Linked DNA regions of Zea mays: region 1 is linked to region 2. The links are chromatin contacts, called in public Hi-C maps. All regions are on one chromosome and are shown on one strand. Each heading gives the region's core, a stretch centred on a gene start, on an enhancer-like site or on the middle of the called end of the contact. The rest is flanking DNA. Distances are from core to core; before and after follow the strand shown. Region 1 has its middle 45 kb from the start of LOC100272282. Region 2 holds the start of LOC100193830 (40S ribosomal protein S8-like).

What was found. Hi-C and Micro-C count contacts between places; a contact is called where the count stands out from the background.
Region 1: a contact with region 2 is called in a Hi-C map of endosperm, with 2.0 times the contacts expected there. The contact joins the enhancer-like site here to the promoter of LOC100193830 in region 2. A contact is called at or near these places in 2 of 25 Hi-C or Micro-C datasets (ear and endosperm).

What each region holds. Positions count from the first base shown.
Region 1 is chr1:216,545,067-216,547,766 of Zm-B73-REFERENCE-NAM-5.0, reverse strand. No RefSeq gene overlaps it. Among protein-coding and RNA genes, the nearest start is that of LOC100272282, 45 kb to the right of the region's middle. Within about 2 kb of position 1,301, at least 20 of the 20 cell types and tissues checked have an H3K27ac peak or open chromatin away from gene starts, as enhancers often do. A contact at or near this core is called in ear and endosperm, where this site is marked.
Region 2 is chr1:216,445,180-216,447,879 of Zm-B73-REFERENCE-NAM-5.0, reverse strand. It overlaps LOC100193830 (40S ribosomal protein S8-like), which reads right to left and starts at 1,402. Exons shown (of 5, transcript NM_001138912.1): 1 at 1,310-1,402; 2 at 1,124-1,196; 3 at 124-457. The coding sequence starts at 1,313. LOC100101547 (omega-6 fatty acid desaturase, chloroplastic) reads right to left here. Exons shown (of 10, transcript NM_001319699.1): 9 at 2,125-2,239; 10 at 1,787-2,051. The coding sequence ends at 1,890.

The DNA.
Region 1 (2,700 bases), core at 52-2,551, 100 kb before region 2:
TAATAAATATTAGTCGAGCCAACCTTAAGTTAATTATCTAAAATATGCGACCTGACGAATTAACATTATTAATATGTGTTTATAAGCGAAAACAATTTATTATCACGCGCAAACGCTGCGCGATACACGTGATCGACACGCGAGATACGCGCTAACTACGAGCAATAATGCGAGCGACACATGTAAATGACACACGTGACGCACGCAAACGATACACGCGAACGTCACGAGACAACACACGAATAACACACGAACCAGACGCACGAACAACATGACGACGACGAGATCCACACGTGCGAACGACGCGCGTGAACAACGCGCGAGTCAACGCGACTACACGTGATGACACGCGACACTGTGCGAAACAACGCGCGGACGACATGGGAAACAACGCGCACGACAGCATGTGAGTCAACGTGACTACGCGTGAACTGCACGATGACGTGCAAATGATGCCATGCACGAACAACAACCAACAAATAATTAATTAAAAGTATTTAAGCTGGTATTAATCAAGTTAATTAGCATTTATATTTTTAAAAGCACGAGTTAAAACTATAGACTCATTCTAATTAAATTGTTATTTTTAATAACCCTCGAACAAACCAATAATTAATTATTCAACTAAAACATGTGTGGTGGCAACATAATAATTTTAACATGTGCACAAGATCATTACACGGACTTGTGCATAATTAAATGCAGACTTCAGGGTGTAGCAAATTATTTCTGCGAAACTCATCAACCTGGATGTTTATTACCTATATCGTCGAGGGCGTTTTCGCAAAACAAACTTTCTTCTTCCTCAGAACAACACACAGAGGGGGCCTCGGCTGCGCGTGGGAGGGAGAGAATAGGGGGCCGGCTCGGACGGCCTGGCAGGCTCGGCCTCACGCTGTCGGCCGGCTGGCTACTGTGCCTGGCCGGCAAGGCTGGCCGCGCGCAGGGGCACGCTGCGCAAGGGGCAGGTTGTAGGTGCGAGTGGAGAGAGAAGGGAGAGGAAGGGAGAGGGGGTCACCTCGTTGTGCTCGGATGGCGATGCTGCGGCAACGGCGGACGGAGGAGATGGGCGGCGCGGCACCGGCGGACGGCGCGATGGCGGTCCCTGGCACTGGACGGTTTCTTCTTCGTCGGCGTCTAGGAACGGCCGTGCGCAGGATGGGCGTCACACGCACGCACGCATGCGAGGCGATATGTGCGGCTTGGCAGTTTCTGCTTGTACGTGATGTATAGGGCGACTGCAGTCAGGTGGGGATGGGCCGAATGGGCCTGGTGGCCTGGGCAGGGCGCCTGCACACTGGGCCGCAGGTGGGCCACGCGCGTGGCTGGCGCGGGAGTGCTGGGCCACGGGGGAGCGTGGGAGCTAGGTGGGCCGACCGAAAGCTGGGCCGCGGGGGCGCGCTGGCTGGGGGATTAGGTTGAGATGGGCTAAGGCGGCTGGCGACCCAGGAGTGAAGAGAGGTGGTGCGTAGAGATGGCAATGGGTAAATACCCACCGGGTATTACTACCCCATACCCATACCCACGACATAAAAATAACCCCATCGGGTCACCCATATACACTAGCGGGTATGGATTTACCCCCATACCCATACCCATGTGGGTATGGGTCACCCATCGGGTCACCCGTACCCACAAAAGCTAAACATCTATCAAAATATTATATGATACAAATGTCAAGTATATGCATCTAAATACCATTACAAAATTTCTAGCATCATTTAACCATCCATTCAACACCAAAGATAATTGGATAAAGTAGTAACACTAGGATAGTACTACATAGCACATTACATGTTCCATTACATGGTCATGCTTGGGACAAAAAAGCTTTGTTGTTGTTATTGTTGTAAGCCTTCTATGATATTATGGCCTAAAAGGTTGTTAAATAGTAAAAAAGATGGATGACTAAAGTCAAAGTTCATGCTTGGGCTAAGTTTATATTGGGTATTTTATACCCACGGGATAACGGGTATGGGTAAAGGCGGAACGTTCTAATACCCGTTTACCCATTGGGTGAAGATTTTTGCCCAATAACAGACCCACGGGTAGAATATTTAGCCCACATACATGCCCTAATGGAGTAAATACCCATCGGGTATCGGGTCGCGGGTACCCATTGCCATCTCTAGTGCGAAACACTCGTGGGCCGCACGCCGAAGCGAGCCCAAGGTGAGGGCTAGCCGGATGGGCCCCGAGGCCAAGAGGGGGGAGAGGCGCGTGGGTCAGGGTGAGCGAGCTGGGCCATGGGCGTGGGAGGCGAGCTGGGCCAGACGGGAGGGGAAGGGAGGAATGGGCCCTTCTTCTTTTCTCTCCTATTTTCTTTATCTTCTCTTTTCTATTCTCACTACCAATTCAAATCAAATTCCTTATTAAATGCATGCTCCACAAGATCACCCGTTAAACAAAATAAAAAATGTTCCGGCATGATGCAACAATCAAAGCACCTCTAGGGTTTTATTTTACTAGGCTTACATGGATATAAAACAAAATAATTCTCCATCATTTAGGAAAAAGAGAAGGAAAGCAAAAAAATAAAAGAGTAACACCTGAATTTGGTGGATATTAGGAAAGAAATTTTATACCCCAGATTTAAGGTGTTACATTTTTCTGCAACCCACCTGAAAGTGTGATAGAATGTTTATATGCAAGCTTATAATAATACAATGTTTTTTTGAAACTTGACATTATCCATGGTGG
Region 2 (2,700 bases), core at 153-2,652:
AAAACAATGCATTAATAAGATATCTATCAAGCAACTAATCACCAAATACAATAATTCATGAACTATAAAGTCAATCTATTCTAAGGGCAAACAACAATTAAACCTTAAATTGAATGAATATACCTCAGTCGCATCCTTCTTAGCAACAGGCACCTTCTTCTTCCTACCGATGTCCACTCCATAGTGAGTGAGGTACCACTGCTTGAATGGAGCAGCATCAACTTGTACAATGGCGCTCTTCACAAGAGTCTGAGTCCTCACAAGCTCATTGTTTGATGCATTATAGACCACATCCAGGATGCGGGTCTTGCGGGTAAGAGCCTCACTTCCCCACGAGTAGTTACCTGTATCCAATCGGAGAGCCCTCCACTTCACGTTGCCTCCACGGACACGGACCCTCCTCACTGTCTTATTGCTAGACAGTTTGGTGTTAGCAGGCTGACGGCCAAGCTCATACCTTGAAGATAAATGAGAATCTTAATTTAACTTCTGAAACTCATAATAATCAAACAACAAGGTTAACACAATATACAACAGTTATTAGTTGCAGTTGTACTATGAACTGACCGAACTATTTACATTCACATTAACAAAACTTAGTGTCCAAGCTTTATTTTTATATAAAAGAGATGTCTGTTATGCAAACAATTCTGCCTCAACATCATAGAAATCACAACTGTACTGCACGAATAGCTAGTAGTAACACAAAATAAAGATTCCAAATTAAAACCTCAAACTAGTAGTAACACAAAATAAAGATTCCAAATTAAAACCTCAAACGGAAAGATACAAATTTTCACCACAGTGACCCTTCTAATAATTCATTAAAATACATACATAATTTCCATAATTTAAGTAGTTTGCTGTTCAATTAGAAGCATCACGCTACGGTTTAAGGATTGAAGGGGTAATCGATAAGGCTGAACCTCATAAAGCACTGGAGGTAAATGTAACCAATCGAAGGACTCAAGTCTCAAATCAATTACTACTGCCGCAACCAGTCACCGAGAGATGTCAATGCAAATCTACCAACCTAAGACCCTGCCCAGCAAAGCACTAAACAAATCTAGAGATATACAGAAAACCCATATGTAAGGAGTGAAGAGAAACGGCAAGCAATTACTTTCGCTTCTTGCGCCACGCCTTCTGCTTTCCACCGGTGGCACGGCGCTTGTGCATCGAATCACGTGAGATACCTGCGTGAAGAAACCCAAAACAACCCACGACGCCATTAGCACCGCCACGGCGCCACCACTACGCCAGCGCAAGCAAAACAAACGAGAAGCAGATGAAGGTGGGGGAGCTCTACCCATGGTTGCAGTGGAGGTGTCGAGGTAGTCCGGCCACTCTACTCCGCCTCCTCGTCAGCCTGCGGCGCCGCTGGTATGGTTGGGTCTCGACGGGAAGAAGAAAGCGAAATCATGGGGCGTCCGGCGTCGGATTATAGGGCGGCGGAGGCGGGCTAGGGTTTATTAAGGGGTGGGCTCATTTGACGGTGTCCATTCTTAGGTTGCGGCGGCCCAGCAGGCCTGTGCAAGTCGTATTTTATTAGTAAATTAGTTTGTTTCCGAACAACCACATATCCCAACCCTGTTTTCAATTCCGGGAATTTTGAACGTGTTTCTGTTTCCGGAAAAAAAATATAGAAATGACAAGAGAAGAGATGTTTTCCACACGATTCTGTCCGTTTTCATCACCAATGTCTTTGTCTATTTCCTGAAGTATAAATATTTTGGTACGCTACGTGCTTTCCTACTGCACGAATAATAGTGTAACATGGAGTATTCCAGTCAAAATTTTGGGACATGCGTAATCACTGAAAATGTGACTGTCCACCTGTGCCGACAATACTGAATAATCTCAACTAGTCAACAGCTGTGATGATGGCATCATGCGTAATCTGGCATGAACTTCCTAAGGAATTTGATTGGTTGGGACTCCTGAGGCGCGAGCTCATCGAACGGAACATAGTATCTCTCCTTGTCGTACACATGGCATCTCGTCAGTATCGTCTTCATCAATCGCCAATTCCAGTTGGCTTCATTGACATACTGCAGCATGAGAAAATAAGTCAGTATGTAAAGATCCGGAGAAATGCACCAGAGTAGGAGAATTTCAAATCACCTTGCCCCAGTTCTGTTTGATGGAATCATAAGCAGCACGAAGGTTATAGCTTGGAATTCTTGGAGAAATATGGTGTGGGACATGCACATTTATGTCATGGCAAAGGATCTCTATCCTGTAATAGAAATCCATTACTCATTTGAAAATTCAATTGAAGAGGCCAACATGTTCCCACGGTAATTTCACTAGAAATTGATTTGCTAGTAGAAGATTGACACTTAAGCCAACATGAATCCTTTATCCCAAAATATCCAAAAAAAAAGCATTCCATATTTGTTGCTGAAACTTCAATGAAATATTGTCCTCTGACTAACTCTAAACAAGGACTGGACAACACACAATTGAATAATTTTGTTAAATAAAACAGAGTTGATGGTCTACACGTTTTTTGGCACATCCTACCAAATATCATCTTAATTTTTGGTAAAGTATCTTAAATTTTGAAGGTGAGATGAAACAGCAAATTATGATCAGTGCCATTTCTGTTGGAAACAGTGTTGAACTTCAGTTACTTCCTGTGCAACAAAAATCATAATGGAAACTTTTTTAAGTCACTAACGTTGTTATCTCAGGCAG